Regions from separate parts of the Mus musculus genome. Here regions 1, 2, 3, 4, 5 and 6 are each linked to region 7. The links are chromatin contacts, called in public HiChIP or PLAC-seq and promoter capture Hi-C maps. All regions are on one chromosome and are shown on one strand. Each heading gives the region's core, a stretch centred on a gene start, on an enhancer-like site or on the middle of the called end of the contact. The rest is flanking DNA. Distances are from core to core; before and after follow the strand shown.

Region 1 (3,580 bases), core at 18-2,517, 1.5 Mb after region 7:
GACCTTGAGCTCACACAGATCTGCCAGTCTTGTCTATTAAGTACTGGCATAAAAGGCATGCACTACCATGCCCAGCCCTCAAAACTTATTCTATTTTGTACAGCTCATAATTTTATCATCAGAGTTCTCAGAAAAGTTGAAGAAAGCTCGAGCCAGGCATGGTGGTGCACACATTTAAATCTGAGCAATTTAGAGGACCAGGCAAATGAATCTCTGTGAGTTCAAGGCAAGCCTGGTCTACATAACGAGTTCTGGGCCAGCCAGGCCTACATCGTGAAACCCTGTCTCTAAATAAATAAATAAGCAAGCAAACTAAAATATAGAGTCAAAGATGGCTGCAGTGGTACACACTTGTAACTAAGCACTGGGGAGGCAGGCAGGTGGTTCAAGGGTTCAAGACCACTTTCTGCTACTACCTATTGAGTTCCAGCCCAGCCCGTGTTACATAAGAACCCCGCAAAATAAAAAGAAATTGAAAAAAAAAAAAACAGATAAATAGGAACAAGAATGCTTTCAGAACTTTAACTTTCCCAAGATGGCTAGTTGCCCGCCCTAGGAACGTAAACGTCCTCAAACCCACAATGCCTATCTTATTTAACAAGTACTCTAGAATATATTTTTGAATGTTGAGATTTCTACACAACTAATGATAAGCGACAACATGAAACCATTTTTTAAAGAGAAAAATCAAATTCCGTATGAAGATTTCAGAAGCATTCCAGCCTTCGACCCCGCAGAAGAAAGGTTTTTTTTTTTTTTTTTTTTTTTTTTCTCAGTGCTGCCCCTCTGCCACCAGGACCTCACAACCTCCTTCGCCAACCCAAGACCTCTAGGCAGTTTCGGAGACTAAAGGGTGAGGAACGGAATCATCAAAGTGATGTCATCAGTGACTCCAATTTGGGTTACAAAGGCTACTATCAGACCTTACTCTGGTAGGGCCTCCATTCAAGGAGTTCTCGAGGAGTTGGCTAGACTACAGAATGTGGGCAGGCAGGGGGGGGGGGGGGACGCAGCTTTGGTCCTGTAGTACAGACGCTGCCTCAACTAACTCCGACCCAGAAGTGACTTCGCGGGCTCGTGCGGGGGACCTTGTTGCCTTCCGCGCGGCTGCCGTGAAGGACGCGAGCCAGTCCCAGGATTTGAGAGCTCATTGGATGGTAGTGGCGTCACTCGGAGTGACGTCACAGGGCGAGGCGCAGGAGGTGGAACCATGGAGACTGGGCTTCCGGCCCCTTTAGCGTGGGGGCGGGGAGGAATTGGGAAGGTAGGGTTGGGGCCTTAGTCACCTCGCAGCGGACAAGGGCTCCCTCGGCGTCTCCCGTCAACCCCGATCTCTCCCCTAAACTTTGGACATTCTCCCCTACGGTGTACCTGACCCCACTCCAACAATCCCCAGACCCACCGCAGTCCTCCCCACTTTCCGCGGAGACTACCGGCCGAGAGCCGAGGGCGCCTTTTGCACCGGTGCGGCGAGCGCGGGGTGCAGAGGTAACCCCGCAGCGCTGGGCGTGGGGTTCCCCCGAAACGCCGGGCAGACTGCCTGGGAGTGGCCCGTAGCCCCGGGGCCAAGGGCTGGGGAGCCTCCGCAACAGGCCCGGCCTCCCTCCGGAGGAGCGCTGTCCGCGGTGGGGCTGGTTTCCGAGGTGCTGTGCCCGGTTCGCGATGTTTACTTTTTAGCTGAGGTTTCCATAGGGTGGGGTTGAGGGCCTGGGGAACCTCCTTCCGGCACGATTGCGAGATCGCAGTGTTATGCCAGTAGCTGAGAAGCGGCTCGGGGTGGAGAACGGTTTTAGTTAAAGGTACAGAGCTTAGTTCGGACTCTGGAGATTCTGCATCTGCGCTTGAGCCTTTAGTAGATACCATTATGTCTTCGCTGTTCCCACATGAAATTAGTGAGAACTTTTAGACTTTTGGGTTGGTGGTAAATGAATCCAGGGTGCTTACTTTCTACTTGTATTTTCTGGTTACAGATAAAGATGTCTTTCTCCTTTTAACCGTCGCAGCAGATTATTAGACACTATTGACCAGAAATTTAAAAAATTAAAAAAAAAAAAGCCTTTGGAGGCCACATCGTCTTCAGGATCATCTTCTTAGAACCCATTTCTGTGTGTTTGGATCGAAAAAGTACCATTTTCAAATCCAGAGCTAAGAAAATACTGAGGCTTTTGTAAATGAACTTGAAGGAAATTTTACACCTTGAATATGCAAATCTCTCTCTTTGCCTTAGTTTTTCTTAAAAAAAAAAAAAAACCACCTAAATTCTCATGTTTAATTGATTCCTTTTTAAAATACTAAATTGTTTGCTTCTTTTGCCTAGGTCTCTGTGTTGGTTAGTTGAAACAAAAAAAATAAACATGGCCTTCTACAGTTATAATTCATTCTTAGCTATTTTCTGGACAAGGTAAGGCTTGGAGTTTCCCACAAAAAAAAATGTATATAAACTCATGCATCTATATGAAAAACATGTGTTGTAAAAGACGTGGTGACAAATGCGTTTAGTCCCAGCACTCAGGAGACAGAGGCAGGCTGGTCTCTGAGTTCAAGGCCAGCCTGGGCTACATATCAAGACCGTCTCAAAAATATACATAAATAAATAAAGGAAGTAACCAACAAAACAAAAAGATTGGCTTAGTACAGAAAACCTTGCTGAGTTTTCAATACATTTCAAGGAAGAACATATTTTAATTTGAACTGCTTTAGAATGTAAGCTGAGTAATTTTGGAAATACATGATAGAGGAAAATAGATGAGACAGTTTTAGAGTGGCATTTCTGTTATTGATGAAGATTACACGAGGACCTCAGGTGTAAGGAAAAGTAAAATGGCTCTTAAACAAGCTTAGCCCAGGACATGTTCCAGTCTAAGGTCCCTTGTCATCTCACTTGTGCATTCAGAAGATTAACTGAACACTCACCACTTGCCACATTCATTGTATATTTTTCCTTTTGTCCATTTATAGGCTATATTTTGATATGTTTAAAAATTGCATTAAAGAATGGGAAAAGGCCATCCTTTAGCCAAGAACAACAACAAAAATCTCCCCTTCTCTCTTTCTTTTTTCTTTCTCTTTCTTTTTTCTTCCTTCCTTCCTTCCTTCCTTCCTTCCTTCCTTCCTTTCTTTTTCTTTTTGTTTGTCTTGGGGTTTTGTTTTTGTTGTTTGTTTTGTATCTATGTCCTGGAACTCACTCTAGACCAAGGTGGCCTCCAACTCAGGCATCTGCCCACTTCTGCTCCTGAGTGCTGGGTTTAAAGGTGTGCACCACTCTTGACTGACTGGCTGCTTGGTGCTATCTCTACTTGGCTGTGTTTTATTTATGTTCTAGCTTAACTACAGGATTAGAATATAAAAACCATTGGTCGAAGTGCTCAATTCTAATTCCTATTTTTCAAAGTCTCTTGAGTAATTTCAGGGAGATTATATTTCATCCCTTTGAGGGAATCTATAGACACATGGACAAAACAGTATCACCTGATTGGTTAATCCTCACAGGGACTATGAAGTTGTTTCATCAAAATGTTCTTGGTTGTCAGTAGAGTAGCTAACAGTCAGAGCTTCGGCTACTTTATGAGAGTAGAGACAG
Region 2 (3,273 bases), core at 675-3,174, 1.4 Mb after region 7:
TTCAGTTCCCCAACGTGGCACTCACACTGGTCTGACCCCACCTCCAGGGGATCACACACCTTCTTCCAGCCCCTATACCATTTGCGTGTGCACACGTACATGTACAGGTGTACACACACACACACACACACAAAGAGCGGAACATGGACATGTAAGTATTTAAGTAGTTCCCATGAAACTCATACAGGAAGAATGTCCACTGGGGAAGCTCTTTCGGCCCTCGTTCACCACATCCTCGTCCCCCGTGCACGTCAGATCAGAATGGGCCAGCCCATCAGGGAAGCAGCGGTAGAAGAAGTCTGGGCGGGGCCTGGAAGAAATATAATTTACTCTCTCAGGAAGTATTTTTCAGTAATAGTAGATGTCAATAATCTGTTGACCACTAATGTCATAGGCAAAATAATGTAATGGGGTGAGATTAGTGTTTATACTGAGAAAAAGGCCTTAGCCACGCGGCCAATGTTCAAGAAAGTCTCTAGCATATGATTGTATCTTAGCACAGAGCAGCTAGTCATACTGCAGCTTTAGGTACATAAAGGTGGTCGCTGTGGGAAATACTCAGGACAGGACGCAGACCAGGTGGTACACTTGGAACAGGCAGAGGGCAGGGAGAGGGAGTTCTGGTGAGAAAGGAGAGACTAGTCTGAGAATCCGGGTAAACACTGCTTGAGAATGTGGTGGTGTGTGTGTGGGGGGCGCTCAGGGAGGTTTGAGTGCCAAGGCTTCTCACTTACCTGCCCACTATCAGTTTGATTATGTTGGTAAAGACACCATTCAGAGCTAGGGCAAGGCTGGCAGCTGGAAAGCAAAGAAGCCGTTAGTGCCATCTGCTTGGAGAAGAGTAAGCCACCACCTCATGAGTAGAGCCTTCATTGCTTTGAGATAGAACCCAACCAGAATAAAAACCCAAACGGCCTAGGGGCAGAGAAGTGGAGCACTGAGGAACACCTATGTGGCACCTGTGTTAATAGGGAACACCTGTGTGGTGTCTGTGTTAATAAGGAACACCTGGCCGGGCGTGGTGGCACACGCCTTTAATCCCAGCACTTGGGAGGCAGAGGCAGGTGGATTTCTGAGTTCAAGGCCAGCCTGGTCTACAAAGTGAGTTCCAGGACAGACAGGGCTACACAGAGAAACCCTGTCTCGAAAAAACAAACAAACAAAAAGGAACACCTGTGTGGCGCCTGTGTTATTAAGCACATTCTCATCAGTACTGCTTTTTGGTCTCATGGGGTAAAAAGACATACTTTAGGGGTACAGAGTAGCTGAACCCCATAGCTACTTGCCAACACTAAGACAGGAACAACTGGAACAAGGGCGACTTACCGAGGCAGGCTTGCTTGCTGTCGGTAGCGTCAGCTTTCCTTAGAAACTTGGCGAGGAAGATCAGGGACAGTGGAGTGAGAAAGGCAATGACCTGAAGGTAAAACACAGGGTCGGTAAAACCAAGTCCCTCCTGGCCTAAAGCACCAGCTGCCGCGCACTAACCAAGATCGGGGCTCAGATTGCCCACCAGACGCCTCGCCCTAGCCCTGGAACTCAAGGCAGGGGAGGAGTCCCTGCCAGCGGAGGAGGGCGGGAGGGCAGCTCACGCACAAACATGCGGCCGGTGGGGAAGTATTCCGCCTCCACGTACGGGTTCCTGTAGAGCCACAGCTCCTCGGGCTGGATCCGCCGCTGGAAGGGAGGGAGCAGCTCGGTCACCCTGGGGAGGAAACGGGGAAGATTGACAGGCTACCTCGGCGGAAGAACCTGCCGCCCCGAGCCGCTTAGGAAGTGCGAGCGCCCAGGGACGCCTGGGAGCGTTGACAGATCCTTACAGGAAAGCCACAAAGAGCAGGACCCGCACGCCCAGCTCGGCTCCCAGGGCCGCCGTCCCCATCCCGCCATACGTGCGGATCAGACGCTGACGTGGCCCCGGCGCGCCGTGGTTCCGCCCGCCCGGTGTCCAGCGCCACCTAGCGAACTCCGCGGGGACTGACTACCAGCGGGGCCTCCGGGCTACAGGAAATTCAGAGCTCATTTGCTGTGTTATGAGTACCACCTAACAGATCACCTTTGGGTCTCAAAGCAATGTGTCCTTCACCAACCACCCAGATCAGCTTATAGGACAAGAAAAGGAACGTCATTCTCCAGAGATGCTTCCTCTACAAAAGCAAACCAGAAAGCCCACTTTAAAGAAACTATGTCTTTGGAGCATTTCGAAGGGAAAAAACTGGGCTGAGGGTGAGTGGTTGTATTTTTGTGTCTCATTTCCCAGTAAACTGTACCATGAAATTACAGGTAAAGAACCAGCCCATATTCTTAAGTAGACCATACAGGACAATTTATTAAAGTCAACCTCAAGCAAGACCTGAAATCAATGGAATGCCATTAAAAGCTTTCCCACATTCTTACAGAAGCAGAAAACATATTTGAATTCTAAAGTATCTGTAAGTTAAAAAGGCAGGATTCCAGTAAATACAATGTACAAAACCTGTCCCACCAGCACACATCAGTAAGAAGCTCAAATGTTACAGGCAATCTCACATACACTACACTAGTTAACAGATATGTACAGGTTAACTAAGATGGTAGGCTCATACTTTGCAATAAGACATTGGTCAATAAACAAAATCCTTAAACTATATTTTGAAGTCATTAAACAGTAATGCCCTAGTAGAATACCCCTGGGGAACATTAACACTAACCCCTTAGTGTTAGGAGCGCCAAGTCACAGAAACTAAAGAGACTGACTAATGGATGTTGACACTTTGATATTTCACAGGTCTACAGCGTTCATTACAGGTAAATACAGATGTAAACAATCTATCAAGAACTTTATTCAAAGAACACAAGGTGAGGGTGGGATCTGCAGATATGTGTTTATTGTGTAATATTTAAATGGACACAAATGAATTTGCCATAGCAGTTGAAAATACACAAATCTTTGTATATAAAAAGAACTTTTTAGCCAGCTGTAATCAGTTAGCAACTTGGTTATTAGCGGCAATACAGTTACTTACCATAGGGTACAAAAAATGAGATGTTAATTGATAACAAAAGTGTAATTCCCTCATTCCCTTTAACTGACAAGAATTCCCTGTTGAGGCAAAATGGCAGATACTTGAAAGCCATCTGCACAGAGCAAGGCTCAGTCAGCAGGTAAGGAAGGCTTCTCGTCCCTTAACGGACGCAGTGAAGTCACAAGAAAACCAAGGACCGAATACTGACTTTGGCAACTTCTATTTTCCCTTGAACTTACAAGTCAATGACTTTCAGAGCCTACTGAAG
Region 3 (3,516 bases), core at 846-3,345, 1.3 Mb after region 7:
AGCACAGATACACTGCTAAGCCTGGATCCCGGATCAGTGGATCAGTGGATCAGATCCTATTAGTGTCTTATCTCCGTTACTGTAGGAGCTGGAGCAACGAGATGTTTCATCTGAACTTGGGGTAATGGACAGTGTGTAAACTGTTGTTGAAGATAAGGCCACCAGAGTAGATCTAATAATAGAGCTACTGGTTTTAACGTAGGTTTTGCTTCTGTGTGTCAGGATGAGATCAGATTTTTTACTGGATGAGTTTACAGCATTCAGAGAGTAGTTAAAAAACAGGAATAATGTTTCTCAGTTAGTCTTCAGGAGGAAAGGTTATCTGAGAACACATTCATTGGTTTGCTTGTTTTGAGGAAGGGTATTACTATGCGGGCCTGGCTAGCCTGGAACTTGCTACATAAACCAGGCTAGCCGTATACTCCCAGACGTCCACATGCCTCAGTCTCCTGAGTGCTGAGATGAAAAAGGTATGCACCCTCACCCCACCTGATGATATATTCTTAGGAGAGTTCTCAGACCAAAACTTTTTGACTGTTTATCAATTGTGAATGCAGTGGGAATCCCGGCAGGCTTTGAGCATGGTAGTGGGACCATCAGTAACTGCAGGCTTCTCACAGCTGCCTTTACTTACCTGCTGGCTTTCCTTCTTCCAGCCTTCCTGGTTGTTGAGTATGCCCAAGGCCTTCTGCATAGCCACCTCTCCCTGCTGGATGTAGGACAGCTCCTGGTCACTATAGAGTGTTGCTTCCAGTTGAGAACCTGCATACATAGCCAAGGAAAAAGAAAACGTGGGTACAATGGTCCTAGCCAATCCACAGCTCTCATCCCTCTGCCCTCTGAATGTGTTCAGCCTTCAGAAGAGACACGATCATAGCCATAGGGCTCTGCTTGCAGGTCAAGGTAGACACAGGAGTTAGGTAACTACAGGTAGGGGACAGGCCTCATGCACCCTAAGACCCATCACTGGCAGAAGCTCAGAAAGCCCCAATATTTATTTACCAAGCAGAGAGCTCCGACGTCGAACTTGACCCATCCACCCGGGACTGGAATCCCCCAGTGCTCTCCAGTTGAGCTCTTGGCCAATGGCCAGCACAGCTTGGTGCCTTAATCCTGCAGGGAGGGAAAGAAACATTTGTCAAGTAGCTAGGCAATCTCTGGGAGAGGGACAGTTCTGTCCACTCATCACAGATGAGCAAACCGGCCCAGGGACACAGATCCCAGCAGGGACTCAAACTCCAGCCACATCTCTAACTCTCAAGTTCAGTGTTAAACTTTCTCTCGAACTTCCAGGGCCCAGATCTCTTTTCCATCATGGAAAATAGGGGTGGGCTGGTCAGACCTGGCCCTACCTGGCCACAGAAGTTTCCCTGGGCCGCTTGGGTAGCCCCTGGATATTGAGTAGGATGTACTCCGTCTCCTGAGGGTTGCCCTACCAAGGGACAACCAGCTACCCAGGGACAAGAGTCACCCCCACCATCCTTTGCCTTGTACTTCTGCTGCTCAACTCTCCTGTCTTCTGCTCTTCTTCCCAGACAGTGTCTCGGACTTGCCAGGCACTGCTTAGAGTAAGGACTAGCTTCTGTATTTCTCTACCACTATGGCAAAGACTTGCCTGGGACCCTTGGTACAGACTTAATCCACTCGTGAAGGGAGGCAACATCAGTACTAGCTCCAGAACAACTAGGGCCTTAGAGTAGAAACTAGAAATTACAGAATTTGGATGAGAGGTGGCACCTTAGTAGCCAGGCCAATTTTTTAGGTGAAAACCTGAGGTCCAGAGAAGAAGGGCTTTACCCAGGCTCCCCCAGTTAAGAGGCATAGCTGGGATCGAAGCTGAGGTGGCCTATTCCCCTGCCCAAGAGCTTTCCCACAAAACTATGTTGCCTACAGGCTTTTGGCAAGCTCTCATCCCTCCTCCCCAACCCAGACTCACCTTTCATATTCCGCATATGTCTATAGGAGCTTCCAGCACACAGCTTGAACGTAGCGAGGAACATGCTGAGTGCTGAGGTGCTCAAGGGTTGTTCTTCCTGAGCCTTTCAAGGTCCTGAGTCCTGCAGCTGTGGCGCAGATCAAGTGCGCTGCCTTAAATGCTTCCCGTGGAAGGCTGTGCATCATCACTTGAGATAAAAAAGTCATCAGTCATTGTGCAGAGGGTCAAGGATGGAATGATTGCCTCATCCTGCAGTGCTGGCCAAGGTGGGAGGGAGCAGACTGTGTAAAGGGAGGACCAGACTCTGCAGGTAGGGGAAAGCAGGGGTCACGGAGATGGGGCAGAGGATATGTATATATAGCTTCTCTAAAGTTGTAAATGTAGACTTCAAGCCCTGTCCTCCGCTTAAATGCCCAGTAACTGAGGTGCATCAAAAAGTATATAGAAGCTCTGGCCAAGAGAGGGAGCCAGGGTAAAAGAGTCAAAGAGTGAGTTCTTGCAACAAGACCAGAGGTAGGCATGGTGGCACATACTCTCCCTGGCAGAGGCAAGTAGATCTCTGGTGAGTTCAAGCCCAGCCTGGTCTATATAGTAAGGTTTAGGACAACAAGGGCTACACAGAATGACCCTGTCTCAAAAGAACAAACAAACAGACAAACAAACAAACAAAACCTGCAAGACCGTCCATCAGGTCTGGAGGGTATCAATGGCTGGCTCAAAGACAAACAGGATGCCAGTGTCAGGGCTAGGGCAATATAGGACAATAGCTCAAGTCCTCTAGCTGGCCTTGGTTCCTTCTATGTGGGGCCTCCTGAGCACCCCATGTGTTCAGTTTTCATTTATTTGCTCACCCATTGATACCAACTCCACTCTAACTTCTCATTCTGGGAACTCTCTGGAAATGAGATGACCCACCCAGTAAGCTCTCAAGGCAGAGAGTAACTTAGGCCTGGGTTCCACCCTGCAAGCTCACCCTTTCCTCATGCAGCTAAGGCTGGCCTGCCCTGCTACAGGTCCTGACCTGTGCACAAAGGTGAGAAACACAAATCATTTGGACATTGACTGTTGTCAGTCCCTGCAGGTATGTGATCCCTGTGGTACTGGGCAGATCCAGGGAACCTTAGAATTAATTGCCTCAGTTGCTCCCAGACACACCAGGCAGGGAAAAGCTCTACCACCCAGCCCTGCCCTGCCAAGATCTCTTCTTTCCAAGTACCTTTGAGGCTACTTTTAAACCAAATTCATATGTCATGAATGTCATCAGTAAAGTCTCATTAGATTTGCTCTGCACCAGACCCTGCCGCCAGCAGGATACTTTTGAACCTTGTCATTACTGTCCCAAGGCAGGACAAGACTCCTTCAAGGCAACTGGATAAATGGTTATATATGGATACAGCCTACATTTCTGTCCTGTTGAGTTTGTATGAGAGGCCTTGTGGGAGCTACTGTCATGAGGCATCTAAGGCTCCAAGGTCTAATCCCAAAGGCCTACTCTTGTGCCAGGGCTCACTTTGTCCATTACAGGTTTCTAGTAGCTTGTCCCCCTAGTGCACACCCTCCCAATCAGTGTCCACTGGAGA
Region 4 (3,422 bases), core at 173-2,672, 1.3 Mb after region 7:
ATCCTAATAGACATATTAACATGGAAGGGGGAAATCTCTAAAAAGTCATGCATTTGAGAGGGTAAGGTGGGGCATGGGGGGGGGAGGATCGGTCCCCATTCACACAACAGTTGTTATGATGTCTAGGGAGGCTTGGGAGGTGAACGTTTGCTGGTGGAGGTAAGTCACTGGGGGCAAGCTTACACGAAAAAAGTGAAGCCGCTTCCTTGAAGTTCTCCCTGTCTGCTTGGTGATTCTGATAGAGAATTCGAGCTCTCAGCCTTGTCTGATAGTCACCATTTCAGATCCTTGCTGCCTTATCTCCCCACCATCATGGATTCTTATCTCTTTGAACCCCCCTCAACCAAGATCCCCCCTCCCCTTGCTTAAGATATTTTTGGTCATGGCGGCACTTTCTCCTAACAACTGCAAAGTATCAATGATCTCTAATCCCTAAGTGTGTTTGTTTTAAAACAGCAAATTTATGGTCCGTGAGATGGCCCAGTGGGCAAAGGCGGCACTTGCTTGCCAAGCCTGAGCTAGATTCCTAGAACTCACATAGTGGAGGGAAAGAAAGCTCTTCTCACCATATTGTCCTCTCACCTGTCCAGTGCACTATGCCACATACATGCGCACACATCCGTAAAGCGCACACACACGCGGAGGATGGGGGTGAGGCGGCAGTTTCTATTTTGCTAGGGTTTAGAGCCCACCCATATGCTTGCACTCAGTCCAGGGGTTTAGCTACCAGCAGACATCCCTTTCTTACTCGTTTCTGCCCTTCTCGCTAAGGCCCAAACCTTGCTGAATTCTGTCCTCTGCTAGCACTCTCGCCTGGAGCTCTACTTCCCTCCGTGAACTAGCAATTCGTGTTCCTCGAGCGCACAGCACTTCTAGCCTCCTCTGGCCAGATGTTTCTTTTCCTAACGTCTTTTCCACCCACAACTACCTCGGGCTCTCTGGAATCAGACCTCTAGTCTCTCCAAAAGCCGCCTGGAAACGGGGCTTCTGGCGGCCAGCTACGCAGTTACAGACGCTCCCGGCAGGTGTGAGCCAGAGTGCTCCTTTGTTGTTGTTTGGAAGTTTCCTACGTTTTAGGGTTTTAGTATGATCGCCTGCTCCGCACAGTGTAAAGGGGAGTCTCTCACATCCTCATATGTGCCGTGATTTCCACTCTTAGCCACGACTATGAGCAGGCGTTTTGAATAATTCAAGTCCCAAGAGGAAAGCAAAGGACAGACCTCCTAAGTGGCTCCCTTCAAACCTGGGCAATCCGAGTTGCGCCCTGCCTTTTTCTTTCTTCCTTTCTTTTTTTTTTTTTTTCTGGCCTTAAAGCGGCGGACTCAAAGTGCGTCCTTCCCAAGTAAGTGGCGGGCCCCCCAACAAAAGGTCTTTCCCACTTTAAGAGCGCCGTGCGTGGCGGCAACTCGCCGCATAGATATATTCTCGCGAGAGCTTGGGAAGGAGCAGCGATGGCGGCGGCTGGAGCGGGTCCTGGTCCGGGAGTCAGCGCCGGCCCTGGTCCCGGAGCCGCTGCAAGTGCCACAACGGCGGAGGACCGAGAGACAGAGCCGGTGGCCGCGGGGGCTGGCGAGGGGCCGTCAGCCGCCCCGGGAGCGGAGCCCAGCTCCGGAGAGGCCGAAAGTGGGTAAGGCAATCCACTCGCAGCCCCGGGGACGCGCGAGGGCCCGCCCCTCGTGGAAGCCCGCGGCTCGCGCCGCCCGGTGTCGCCCTCCGGATCCAGGTCCCGCAGCCAACGGCTCGGCCCGCCCGCCCACCCGGTACCCTCCGCAACCCCGCTGGCTGCTTGCTTGTGGACTCCAAGCCGCTCCTCGGCTCCTCGGCTCCCATCAGCACCAGTGTGAGCCAAGAGCGTTTCCCCCTCTAGCGCCCCGGAAGACCTCGCTGATCCCTCTTGCAATGCTTGGTCCTGAAAGCACTGAGGACGGCAGCCTCCCGTCGTTAGCCCAGTGCACTAGGAATCCCTGGGCCGCGAACACATTTGTCTTGCTTGACAACCTCCCTCCTAATACTCAGGATTGTTCTCTCGTGGGCATCCCGTTCAGGACATGAAAAAGATATACCCTCCGTATTTGGACCATTGTGTTTTTCTGTTTAGGAAAGGCCATTTTGATGTTTGTCTTTTCATTATAGGGATGCAAACTTGGTTGATGTAAGTGGTCTGGAGACAGAATCTTCTAATGGAAAAGATACTTTGGTAAGTATTTCCTCTGAGGCCTTTGGAAGGCGAACTAGATTTGGTTTTAAAATGTTTAATCTATTTTTTTTTTTTTAAAAAGTAGTCAGGCCATTTGATTCTCTTATTGCCCTGTGGCTCCAGGAAGGTACCGGAGACACTTCAGAAGTGATGGATACCCAGGCGGGCTCTGTGGATGAGGAGAATGGGCGGCAGTTGGGAGAAGTGGAGTTGCAGTGTGGGATATGTACAAAATGGTTCACCGCTGACACCTTTGGAATAGACACGTCGTGAGTACATTTCATGGCCTTCTAGACAGCATGATCCTGGAGAGATGGCTTAGCATTTTAGATCACTAGTTACCCTTTCAGGGGTTTGGGCTTGATTCCCAGTATTCACATGGCAGCTCAAGGAACCCCAGTTCTGGGGTGGAAGGGGAAATTATGTAATCATATTTCTTTTTTTTTAATTAATTTATTTATTTTATGTATATGAGTACACTGTAGCTATACAAATGGTTGTGAGCCATCATGTGGTTTCTGGAAATTGAACTCAGGACCTCTGCCCGCTCTAGCCCTGCTTGCTCCAACTCTGCTCACAACAGCCCAAAGATTTATTATATGTGTACACTGTAGCTGTCTTCAGACACACCAGAAGAGGGTGTCAGATTTTTGTTAGGAGTGGTTGTGAGCCACCATGTGGTTGGGATTTGAACTCAGGACCTTTGGAAGAGCAGTCAGTGCTCTTAACTGCTGAGCCATCTCACCAGCCCTGTAATCATATTTCAATCTCAAGACAATTGAGAAGTATTTTTAAATATACCGAAAAAAAGTCAGTAGGTAGTATTTTGTGCTCACTCTAACCCTATCCAGTGACCAGATGCTGACTGAGGAGTTGCTTGCATTCCTTTGGCATGTTCTGAAGTATTGAGGTGAGAGTGCTATTAGGTATGAGTGTGGGCATCGTCCTTGCTTTTGACCTTACAGGCTGATTGGGAAGGAGTCTGTGCAATTAGAAGAGATTATGTAATTAAGTTTGCGATAATGTATTCTGTGTGTTCTGGGCTTGGTATTTACAGTGGGCAAGACCTGTTGTCAGTAACATTTGAAGGTGTGGTGTTGAGTCGTGGTGTACTTGCCTGCTGCGTGCAAAGCCCTGGGTGGTCACTGCAGAGAAGTGCTTTTAATTCCTCAAAAATATTGAGGTGATCGGTGCTTTTCATGTCTAAAGCATACTTTGTTTCCTT
Region 5 (3,228 bases), core at 569-3,068, 1.4 Mb after region 7:
CTAAGAAGCCGCATCATTCTGGGGGCTCCGTGTGTAGCGCAGGAGGCTAGCACACCCAAGGCTCTGAAGTTGATCTCTGGCACTGCAGAATAAAAAGTAAGGTCTAAGGCTTGAAGAGCTGACCCGACAGAGCATCTGTTGCTCTTGCATGGGAAGGATTTGGCTCCCAGAACCAGAGTTACCATCACCTGAAACTCCAGTTCCAGGGGATCTGCTGCCTCCTGACCTCCACAGGCACCAGACACACACATTATATACACACATAGTAAAATAAATCTAAAATGTTTTAAAATATCAGTGTTAAGGACACCCTGCTCCTGCCCCCCAAATGGGGGGAGGGTTTCCAGTGTGGCCTAGCGTGACTGCACGCACAATCCCTTGGGACAAGGCATGAGTTTGATTCCCAGGACCCCTACAGTGAAAGGAGAGCTGATACCTGAAAGTTATTCTCTGAATTCTACACATGAAGCAGCACATACATGACACACACACACACACTGCATTGGCTGGTTTTGTGTGTCAACTTGACATAGGCTGGAGTTGTCACAGAGAGAGTAGCCTCCCTTGAGGAAATGCCTCAGTGAGATCCAGCTGTAAGGCATTTTCTCAATTAGTGATCAAGGGGGAAAGGCCCCTTGTGGGTGGGACCATCCCTGGCGGGTAGTCTTGGGTTCTATAAGAGAGCAGGCTGAGCAAGCCAGGTGAGGCAAGCCAGTAAAGAACATCCCACCATGGCCTCTGCATCAGCTCCTGCTTCCTGACCTGCTTGGGTTCCAGTCCTGACTTCCTTTGGTGATGAACAGCAATGTGGAAATGTAAGCTGAATAAACCCTTTCCTCCCCAACTTGCTTTTTCGTCATGATGTTTGTGCAGGAACAGAAACCCTAACACACACACACAGACAAATATATAAATGTAGTAATTTTTAAAGGTCGGAGACCAATATGGGGCTTCATAGCAAGGCCATCACAAAACAACAACAAAAAAAATCACACAAAAAATGGTGTTACATTAACGTGCAGATATTGGTGTGTAGGTGTTGACTTGCAGAGACTATGTGGTTTTTTTAAAAAAAAAAAAAGTCCACGTTTTGTTCCTTCTCAGTTTCTGGGGGAAAAAAAAAATCTCGAAGCCTTGTCTTATAATCAAGTTAGAAACCAGCAAAGCCTCTTGTCTTTCCTTCCCGTGGCACCTGCTAGTCAGGCGCTCCAGCGACAATCCGCATCTCTAGCCCTGCCAGTCTCCAGAGCGCTGGGCTTACGTGAATAGCCACCGCCATCACCCTACATCAACTAGGTCAAAAACAAAAAACAAAAAAGCCAACAAACAAAAACCTCATTTGCTGCCTCTTACAGCATCCGTATTCTGTCAGACTCACCTCTTAGGCTTTAGGGATAACTTTGACAGCCTCTCAATCCAAATAGAGGGAGGGAATGGAGGACAGACAGACAGACAGAGCCTTCAGTCACCCCAGTCCTGCCCACCGGGGTTGCCGGGACCCATGAGGGGTCAGAAGGTCCGATTTTCCTCCTTCAAAGCCTCAGCGCAGGCAAGGCCTCCCGTGCGTGTCCCCCACGCCCCTAGCGCGTGCCCGGCGCGTGCCCGGCGCCCGACGTCTGCCCGCAGGAGGAGCCAGGTCTCGCGCGAGTCCCCCAGTCCTCACCGCACATCTCGCGACACTTCGGAGGATCTTTCTGCGCCTCCGGCTCTCACCGGGAGCGCAGCCTCCGCGGGCGCACTGCTCTCCTCCGCTGGAGCGCTGAGGAGCCCGCGGTGTGGGGATTGGGGCGCGGCCGCAGGCTCCGCCCGTCCGCCCCGCCCGGCTTGGGAGGTAGGCTGCAGCGGCGATGTGGCCCGGGCTCCCTCCGCGAGGGCTGAGAGCGCGAGCGGCGGTGTGGACGAGCGAGTCCAGGTCCGCGCGGGAGCCTGGGCCGGGGCGAGCCGGGGGTGGAGAGGCTCCAGTGTGCACGGTATCCCGGGGCATCCGTGGACGGCTCGGCTGCTCTCCTAGATCCCGAACTCGGAGCCCCGAGCTGGCGGCGGGAGCAGGCCGAGGTCTCGGGAGGATAACGGGGAGGCCCGGGGAGTGTTGGTTCCTGAGCTGTGCGGTCCGACCGTGCCCGGTGCAGCGATGCCGCTCGTCCATCTCCCGTCCTGGGCTTTTGGGTTCTGCTTCTATGTCTGCAGCGCTAGTCCGCCGGGTGCTTTAGTGCTGGGGTCGGTGGGAACTCGCCCGACATCCATCGCCCCGGGGGCAGTTGAGGTCATTTGTCACTTTTCATCCGAAACTCTGGCTCTGCGTCTCGGTGGGTCGATGCGCAGCTATAGCCTGCAGGCAAAGTTTCTGTTTGGGCGTTAAATGTACCAGAGCCCGTATTGAAGCACACTGGGAGGATCAGCCAAAATGGTTCTTAAGCGATTAGTTCTGTTTTCTGTATAGTAAGATTCCAATAGTTATGTAAATGTGTGTGTAATTAGAAATGTACAATAGAGCCTGGGGCCTTAAACCTACCTGTTATTACTGTCTGACACACTAAATGGTTTGTAGTGTGCACACCTGGAGGTAGGAAATTTCCAGCCTTCGCTGGTGCTGCTACTTTTATTGTGAAAATTGTGGTAAAACACCCTGTTGCAATCAGTTTTGACCGTGTGTTTCTTGACATTTCTGGGTTTTCTAAAGAGCTTGTTGTATGATTAGACATTTTTTAGTTTTCTAAGGAGAATTGGAAGCTCAGTATAGAATGATGGAGCTGAACATTTTGTTTCTCTCCCCAAATAATTGTGTGTGTATAAAAATTATGTAGCTTTTAAATATTGCTGTTTTCAAGAACAGCTTCCAAAAATGGTTATTGAGCATATGAACATTACAGTGTTAATAGATGCAAAATAATTCTCCTGATAGTTTTTTTTATTTTGTCTTCTAGAGCGAAATGTCATCGGGGGAATCACACCAGGAGCAGCTGTCTCAGTCAGATCCGTCCCCATCCCCGAACTCTTGTAGTTCCTTCGAACTCATAGACATGGACGCCAGTAGTTCCTATGAACCCGTTTCTCCACATTGGTTTTATTGTAAGGTACTAGATTCCAAGGAGCTCTGGATTCCTTTCAACTCTGAGGATTCACAGCAGCTGGAAGACGCATATGGCTCTGGTAGGAAGAAACTGATGACTCTAATAAAAACTAACAAGTAATATCCTCTACTGTGATAGCCACTAACATGAAATTTCA
Region 6 (3,517 bases), core at 194-2,693, 1.3 Mb after region 7:
CTATACAGAGAAACCCTGTCTCGAAAAACCAAAAAAAAAAAAAAGTTATATTCAAGGAATCATACACAGGTAAGAATTCGGGGCGGGGGAATGAAAGTGGAGGCTGGAGAGATGGTTCAGAAGAGCACGTGTTGCTCTTGCAGAAGATCTGAGTTCCTTTCTCAGCACCCACACTGTGACTCTGTAACTCGGTCCATAACTCCAATTCCAGAGGATCCCAAGAAGAGAAAGTCATCTGGCTTCGTGGATACCAATATGCCCGTGGTTTAATTACATGTAGACGAGACATAAATACACAATAAATTAAACCTTTTAAAACCGAAATTGTAACCTCTTTATTTTTACAGGACTAACCTCCTTTTAGTAAAAGCAAAACTGTCAAACAGAAAAGAGTAAGTTTGAAGTGACTTAGCATTCGCAGAAAATCCCGTTATTACGTCCGGCACCTGTCTCTACAACTTTAATCTGAAAGTGCTAATGACCCTTACAGAAAAAGGAGAGTGCTAGTGGCTATACAACAGAAAGCCTACGTTCTCTGCTAATTAAATTCAACTGCTGTTGTCGGGTCTGGTGAGTCCTTTCTAGAAGCAATCTCCATCCATTCACTGTCAAACGCCTTACGAGGGGCGCAGCATCCGACTTGGGAACGCGAAGTGGCTCAGGCGACTTCCTTCGCGTGCTCTGCCCTTCACGTTCCCAAGTCGGATGCTGCGCCCCTCGGAAGGCGTTTCACAGCTTGGGGGGCGGGGGGCGGGGAGGTGTTACCCGCTCAAGGACAGAGAAGGCAGCTTGGGAAAAGGCTCCGTCCGAGGCTGTGAAGGCAGAACCACCCCGCCCGGGCCCAGAGATCACTCTCTGGGCCCTTGTCGAGGGACGCCCACTCGAAAAGGGGTCCCACACCAGGCTTCCCCCGAGGGAGAGGTTAGGTACTCACTGTCGATGTCCTCGATGAGGCTGGCGGTGCCGGGCATATAGTTCATGTTTGAGCTCTCGCAAGGCTGCACCGGACGGCCGCGAGGGCGTCCAGTCGCCCGTCGGCGGGACGCGGACGGGAACCGGCCGCTCACCTGCAGCTCAGACACCGCTAGTCGCCGGAAGCGTTTCAGGTGACCCCACCCACTTCCGGTATCGCCTGCCCGTCCGCCGAAAGAGGCGTGCCGGGCGTGTTGCCAGTCGGTGGCCGACCACGTTCTCTTCCCCTCCAGTCAGTGCAGTGAAGTCCAGGTCGGAAGGGCGGAGGATAGGCGTTTCCTCACGCGTGACGAGCGCTGCCCCTCGCCTCGCTTTCCCGACCCGAGGCCCGGATTGACCCGTACCGTCCATGACCGTTCCGCGCTCGGCGTGCAAGGGGCGGGACCGGCTCGGGATTGGCTGTAGCCGTCCTATCCCCCTCCGCCGCTCGCCAATAGCGGCCTCCCGCAGGCGCCTGCGCAATGGGACGGTCGTGGGGGGCGGGAAGCGCTTCGCGGCAGCGGAGCCCATGTCGGCCCTGAGGCGCTCGGGCTACGGCCCCAGTGACGGCCCTTCTTACGGCCGCTACTACGGGCCCGGGGGAGGCGATGTCCCGGTGCACGTACCTCCGCCCTTATACCCCCCTCTTCGTCCGGAGCCTCCCCAGCCTCCGGTTTCCTGGCGAGGGCGCGGGGGCGCCCCGGCCGAGACCACCTGGCCGGGCGAAGGCGCAGGTGGCGATGGCTACTACCCCTCGGGAGGCGCCTGGGCAGAAGCGAGCAGAGCCGGGGGAGGCCACCAGGTAAGCTTCGAAGTCTTTTCCGGGGCTCCAGTCGGGAAGTCTTGGGCAGAGGTGAGGACATTTGGGGGTTTTATACTTAGGGTCTGTTAGGACTCGGGTCTCTGATTTGTTCTTCTTTTGGGGACGGTGCAGAGACGAGGACCAGAGATGCGAGGGGAGCTAGGCTTGGGTTCCATTTGTCCCTTCGTTTTGTTTGTTTGTTTGTTTGTTTTTGCTTTTTTTTTTAACTTCAGCCATCATAAGTGTTCTTGTTAACCACGAAAAAAAAAAACGAAAAAATATTCTGCGCTGACTTCCTAAGCTTAGTAGCAGGCTGCAGGATCTCTTTCCCGAGAGCGTAGGTTAGCGTGATTGGGCTGTAACAATTTATCCTGCGTGGCTCGGGGAGCTGCAGCCCCAGCCCTTACTCAGCAGCCCCTCCCACGGGGAAGGGATCGAAACGGGGCGGGCTGATCACTTAGTTCCTTATCACTAAAGCTTTGCCTGGAATTGAATCAGGAGGGATCAATGTTGCAAAGTACCTTAATGTTCTATTTAATCATCGCAAGACTGCAAGACAGATGTTATTAATGCTTCCCAATTTTTGAATGGAGAAGGCTCTGAGAGACCGACTTGCTTAGTATGTTTGGACCTGTAACATTTTGTTGCTTGCATACATGCCAAAAGTGTGTTTCTATTTTATCTTCGTATGGGGCTATCATTCTAGGATGGTGGCACACATCTTTTGGCCTTTGTAACATTCTTACTTGCAGAAAATTAATTATAAAATTCTCACATATCCACGACGGGATTGTAAAATAGTACAGTGCTTTGGAAAATAGCTGGGTCGTTCCTAAAACTTCTGACAGAGAGTTAATTTATGATCTAGCAGGTCTACTTGTAAGTATACTCAAGAAATAGAAAACAAGGGCTGAAAAAACAAAAAACGACAAAAAAAAAGTCTGCTGGTGGTGGCGGCGCATGCCTTTGATCCCAACACTTGGGAGGCAGCCGGATTTCTGAGTTTGAGGCCAGCCTGGTCTACAAAGTGAGTTCCTGGACAGCCAGGGCTACACAGAGAAACCCTGTCTTGAAAAAAAAACAAAAAACAAAAAAACAAAACAAAACAAACAAAAAACAAGGGCTGGTGTGTTTAATCTCAGTACCCAGGAGGCTGAGGCAGACTAGCCAGCCTGGTTCACATGGACATAATGAGTTCCAGGACAGCCTGGACAACGTGGTGAGACCCTGTCTCAAAAAATGAACAACAACCACCACCACCACAACAAAGGAAAACATGTCCATATACTATTTAATACATCTTTTTAACATCATTAGTGATAATGGCCAAAAATTAGAAATAACTGGTACAGTTATCAACTGGTTGCTGGATTAACTAACATGGCTAACATTTTAGAACATAACATCTAGAAAGGTATGAATTGACCCCCCCCCTCCATCCCCACTCACATACTTGTTTCAACATGGAATGAACCTTAACTAGATCATGCTTGTTGGATGAAGTTAGTCAAAGGGTTGCATTTCATATTGTGTGATTCCATTTATGTGTAGTGCCCATAGGGAGCGATTCCTCCAGGCAGAAACATGGTGGGCTGCTAGGTTGGGGACTGGAAGGAAGAATTGCAAAACTGGGCTTTGAGGTGGTACAGTGTTCTGAAGTTGGTGAAGATGGTTTCCCAATTCTGAGTATCCTAAAAACCACTGAATTGTACATTTTAAACGGGTAGGCTAATTGTTCCTCTAAAAATTGTATAAGAATAGAAA
Region 7 (3,204 bases), core at 568-3,067:
TTGGCGCTCTCTCTCTCTCTCTCTCTCTCTCTCTCTCTCTCATTTGTTTATTTATTTTACATATATGAGTACACAGTCACCAACACACAAGAGGGCATTGGATCCAATTACAGATGGATGTGAGCCACTATGTGGTTTCTGGGAATTGAACTCATGACCTCTGGAAGAGCAGTCAGTGCTCTTAACCCCTGAGGCATCTCTCCAGCCCCTTGCTTTTAACTCTTGATTTCCTGCCTTTACTTTCCAAGTGCTGGGGCAACAGGCGAGTTATATTAAAGTTCAATACAAGATTGTTTTCCCCTTTTCTCTCTTAAAAAAAAATTAAGAGAGGGTCTAGCTAGCCCTAGCTGGCCAGGCACTCACTCTGTACATCAAATTGCCCTTGGACTCAAAGAAACCTGCCTGCCTCTGCCTTCTGAGTGTCAGAATTAAAGGCACGTGCCACGTGGATAGCTCAAAGTTCAAGGTTTTAAACATGTCTGAGTCGGCCTGTAGCTTCCAGTTTGCCAAAAGTTGAAGGGGAGAGAGGAGGTGTGTGTGTGTGTGTGTGTGTGTGTATGTGTGTGTTTGAAGGCCAGATGTAGTAGCAAATGTCTTTAATCCTAGCACTCAGAAGGTAGAGAGAGGCAGATTTCTGTGAGTTTAAGACTATCCTGGTATATATAATGAGTTCCAAGACAGCCAGAGATATACAGTGACTCTTGTCTTAAAGTACAAAACAAAACAAAACACCCAAATCAAACCAACAATAAAATCCGACAATTTAAAATGCATTCTTACCAACTCCTAGCCTCCATCAATTCAGAAGATAGCATCTGAAACCCATGGAAAGGGTTTCCCCATATTCTGTAATGTTATTACCAGTGGTCCCTATCGTATGATATATGGCTCTCTTTGTTCTAAATCTAATGCAATCTTCATGTAACCACTTAACAGTTCTATGTGTTATTTGGAGAAACTTGTATCTATCTGTTCCTGGGCTCAAGTCCTCCTTTTTGGCTCTAGCATAAACTCTTGTACATCCTCTTTGAGGAGAGAACTATGGTTTTTCATGCTATTCTCTGAAGATATTTAAATCTACCACTCAAGATTTTAGTTCATCTTATTGTATTTATTTAGAGACATGTTCTTATTAAGTTGCTCTGACTGGACTGAACTCATTATGTACACCAGGCTTGGCTCAATCTCTACCTCCTAAATGCTAGGATTAAAGAAATATGTTGGAAAACAACAACAACAAGAGAGACTTTGAAAGAGAGACGGCAACTTAGTGTGGGGAGGTCCGTAGAGTACAACACAATTTACTGCTCTCTCACTGCAGAGTGATCTATTTTCTACTACGGTCAAACTTAACGTTCCTTACTACATAGAAAGGAAAAAACTGGTTCCACTTTTTTGAAGGGAGTTAAATCAGGCATGGTAATACAAGCCTGTAATCCCAGCATGTAGTAGGCAGAGGCAGGAGGATCAGTATTTTAGGTCAGCCTGGGCTACATAAGCATGATAGGCTAAAAAATAAATTATAAATTGGATAATATATTTTAAAAAATAGTGTTTTGCAGACAACAATTCCACATCTGTGGTTTGTGTCAACTCCCCACGTGGCCTAACCACAAAAACCCAGAGAGCCTGAGAAACAGTTAAATCCAGGAACCTCCCTTTCTAACTCAGGTTTCTACCCGAGTCCACAGAAGGGATCGGAAGTGGCGTACTGCCGAGGGGAGGAGCAAACTGCCAGCCGATTGGCCAGCTGGCCGGAGGAGGATGGTGCATCCGGAATAAGCGCCCCTCCACTTTATTGCCGCTGCCCAGTTACAAGTTCTCTGGGAGTTTGTGCCTGACGGCGGTACCGCAGCCCTGGACCGACCGACGAGATGCCGAACGGAAGCCGCTGCCCGGATTGCGGCTCCTCCGAGCTCGTGGAAGATTCGCATTATTCTCAGAGCCAGCTGGTGTGCTCCGACTGCGGCTGCGTGGTCACCGAAGGGGTCCTAACTACCACCTTTAGCGACGAGGGCAACTTCAGGGGTACTGGTCTTGAACCCGGGGATCGCCAGCCTTGGGCGGTGGAGTCCTTAAACCCAGCTCCCTCTTTCCAGCCTCCTCCCTTTCTTGGCCATGCGCACAGTTAAATGTGAGAGAATTGGGCTTAAGTAAACAGATGAGCTGGAGGAGGGTGCGATCCATCTGATTTCCCAGTACCTACAACGGTGTCTGGCATTGGGTGGGTATATTGGTTGGTGAATGAACGAAACGATAAAGGTTTCATTCGTCTTGTCAGACCTAGTCAGTGTTGAAGGAGTGCCGGTAAATTATTTGAAAATAACAACACGAACCATCATCTCCTAGCAGGTTTTAGCACTAATTGGCAACTTGCTCTCCTCTGCGTTCCACGCCATTGCTCTAGTACAGCGGTTCTCAACCGGTGGGTGGTGACCGCCGTGGTGTCCACAGAATCTTTCACAGGAGTCCCCTAAGACCATCCTGCATATAGGCGGTTTACATTATGATTCATAATGCAATTCATAATTCTCTTTTTTTTCTGTAGCTAATGCAATCTTCGTGTAACCATTACAAAATTACAGTTATGAAGTAGCAACGAAAATAATGTTAAGGTTGGGGGTCACCACAACGTGAGGAACTGTATTAAAGGGTGGCAGCATTAGGAAGGTTGAGAACCACTGCTCTAGCCCTTGGCTAATGCAGCCCTCAAAAGTGAATGTATCAGAGAAATTATTGGAAAATCAGAATTGCCAGTGCAGCTTTTAAAAATACAGTTCTGTCCTATTACTTTTACATAGATGGGTATCTTCTCTGAGGTAGAAGTAGATACACAGTCATTTGAAATCTCCCTGGCCTTATGCAGTCAGAGGGCAAGGAGGAGGTGAACGAAGGCCAGCTGGGTAATTTGTTGTTTGCTATTTTACAGAAGTGACATATTCTCGAAGCACTGGGGAAAACGAACAAGTTAGTCGCTGCCAGCAACGAGGTGAGAATCAAACTTTTTTCCCCCTTAAATTTCAGCTTTGCTTTTATTTATGTCACTGTTTAATGTTTTGATATTATGTGTATGGGTGTTCTTACTGCATGTATGTGTGTGTGTGCAGCATGTGCATGCCTGGTGCCCATGGAGTTAGAAGAGGGGGTTGGATCATCTGGAATTGCAGTTATAGATGGTCGTGAGCAGCCCTGTGGATGCTGGGA

Evidence for each region. Promoter capture Hi-C pulls out the DNA fragments that hold promoters and counts their contacts. HiChIP or PLAC-seq counts read pairs in DNA pulled down with a chosen protein or histone mark. Capture Hi-C pulls out chosen DNA fragments and counts their contacts.
Region 1: a promoter capture Hi-C map of pre-B cells shows a contact between it and region 7, with 7 times the contacts expected there. The contact joins the promoter of Letm2 here to the promoter of Brf2 in region 7. A contact is called at or near these places in 1 of 39 promoter capture datasets (pre-B cells), 1 of 484 Hi-C or Micro-C datasets (B cells) and 3 of 115 datasets of contacts at active chromatin or transcription factors (double positive thymocytes, large pre-B cells and pancreatic cancer cells).
Region 2: a contact with region 7 is called in a promoter capture Hi-C map of pre-B cells, with 5 times the contacts expected there. The contact joins the promoter of Plpp5 here to the promoter of Brf2 in region 7. A contact is called at or near these places in 2 of 39 promoter capture datasets (the HPC-7 cell line and pre-B cells), 1 of 115 datasets of contacts at active chromatin or transcription factors (stem cell-derived neural progenitor cells) and 1 of 9 other capture datasets (liver).
Region 3: a contact with region 7 is called in a promoter capture Hi-C map of adipose tissue, with 3 times the contacts expected there. The contact joins the promoter of Star here to the promoter of Brf2 in region 7. A contact is called at or near these places in 3 of 39 promoter capture datasets (the C10 cell line, liver and pre-B cells) and 1 of 9 other capture datasets (adipose tissue).
Region 4: a contact with region 7 is called in an H3K27ac HiChIP or PLAC-seq map of embryonic stem cells, with 2.6 times the contacts expected there. The contact joins the promoter of Ash2l here to the promoter of Brf2 in region 7. A contact is called at or near these places in 4 of 39 promoter capture datasets (the 3T3-L1 cell line, embryonic stem cells, liver and 1 more), 1 of 484 Hi-C or Micro-C datasets (B cells), 1 of 115 datasets of contacts at active chromatin or transcription factors (embryonic stem cells) and 1 of 9 other capture datasets (liver).
Region 5: an H3K4me3 HiChIP or PLAC-seq map of pro-B cells shows a contact between it and region 7, with 6 times the contacts expected there. The contact joins the promoter of Ddhd2 here to the promoter of Brf2 in region 7. A contact is called at or near these places in 4 of 39 promoter capture datasets (the 3T3-L1 cell line, hippocampal neurons, liver and 1 more), 3 of 115 datasets of contacts at active chromatin or transcription factors (pancreatic cancer cells, pro-B cells and stem cell-derived neural progenitor cells) and 2 of 9 other capture datasets (adipose tissue and liver).
Region 6: a contact with region 7 is called in a promoter capture Hi-C map of liver, with 2.5 times the contacts expected there. The contact joins the promoter of Bag4 here to the promoter of Brf2 in region 7. A contact is called at or near these places in 5 of 39 promoter capture datasets (the 3T3-L1 cell line, HPC-7-derived erythroid cells, hippocampal neurons and 2 more), 1 of 115 datasets of contacts at active chromatin or transcription factors (embryonic forebrain) and 3 of 9 other capture datasets (adipose tissue, liver and macrophages).

Annotation. Positions count from the first base shown.
Region 1 is chr8:25,595,183-25,598,762 of GRCm38.p6, reverse strand. It overlaps Letm2 (leucine zipper-EF-hand containing transmembrane protein 2), which reads left to right and starts at 1,267. Exons shown (of 11, transcript NM_001364069.1): 1 at 1,267-1,488; 2 at 2,318-2,401. The coding sequence starts at 2,355. It overlaps D830025C05Rik (a long non-coding RNA gene), which reads right to left and starts at 2,280. Exons shown (of 1, transcript XR_003947362.1): 1 at 1-2,280.
Region 2 is chr8:25,718,699-25,721,971 of GRCm38.p6, reverse strand. It overlaps Plpp5 (phospholipid phosphatase 5), which reads right to left and starts at 1,924. Exons shown (of 7, transcript NM_028000.1): 1 at 1,821-1,924; 2 at 1,597-1,705; 3 at 1,327-1,417; 4 at 735-798; 5 at 186-310. The coding sequence starts at 1,882. Nsd3 (nuclear receptor binding SET domain protein 3) reads right to left here. Exons shown (of 23, transcript NM_001081269.2): 23 at 2,305-3,273.
Region 3 is chr8:25,807,053-25,810,568 of GRCm38.p6, reverse strand. It overlaps Star (steroidogenic acute regulatory protein), which reads right to left and starts at 2,095. Exons shown (of 7, transcript NM_011485.5): 1 at 1,937-2,095; 2 at 1,003-1,113; 3 at 635-762. The coding sequence starts at 2,000. RefSeq lists an enhancer at 2,121-2,155 and promoters at 2,062-2,164, 2,050-2,322, 2,062-3,062, 2,033-3,516.
Region 4 is chr8:25,838,787-25,842,208 of GRCm38.p6, reverse strand. It overlaps Ash2l (ASH2 like histone lysine methyltransferase complex subunit), which reads left to right and starts at 1,422. Exons shown (of 16, transcript NM_011791.3): 1 at 1,422-1,627; 2 at 2,134-2,197; 3 at 2,321-2,466. The coding sequence starts at 1,452.
Region 5 is chr8:25,752,870-25,756,097 of GRCm38.p6, reverse strand. Ddhd2 (DDHD domain containing 2) reads left to right here and starts at 1,818. Exons shown (of 18, transcript NM_028102.1): 1 at 1,818-1,912; 2 at 2,925-3,150. The coding sequence starts at 2,931. Gm17484 (predicted gene, 17484) reads right to left here and starts at 1,618. Exons shown (of 2, transcript NR_154462.1): 1 at 1,379-1,618.
Region 6 is chr8:25,783,135-25,786,651 of GRCm38.p6, reverse strand. Bag4 (BCL2-associated athanogene 4) reads left to right here and starts at 1,443. Exons shown (of 5, transcript NM_026121.3): 1 at 1,443-1,753. The coding sequence starts at 1,481. It overlaps Lsm1 (LSM1 homolog, mRNA degradation associated), which reads right to left and starts at 1,061. Exons shown (of 4, transcript NM_026032.1): 1 at 935-1,061. The coding sequence starts at 980.
Region 7 is chr8:27,127,245-27,130,448 of GRCm38.p6, reverse strand. Brf2 (BRF2, RNA polymerase III transcription initiation factor 50kDa subunit) reads left to right here and starts at 1,817. Exons shown (of 4, transcript NM_025686.2): 1 at 1,817-2,028; 2 at 2,930-2,989. The coding sequence starts at 1,875.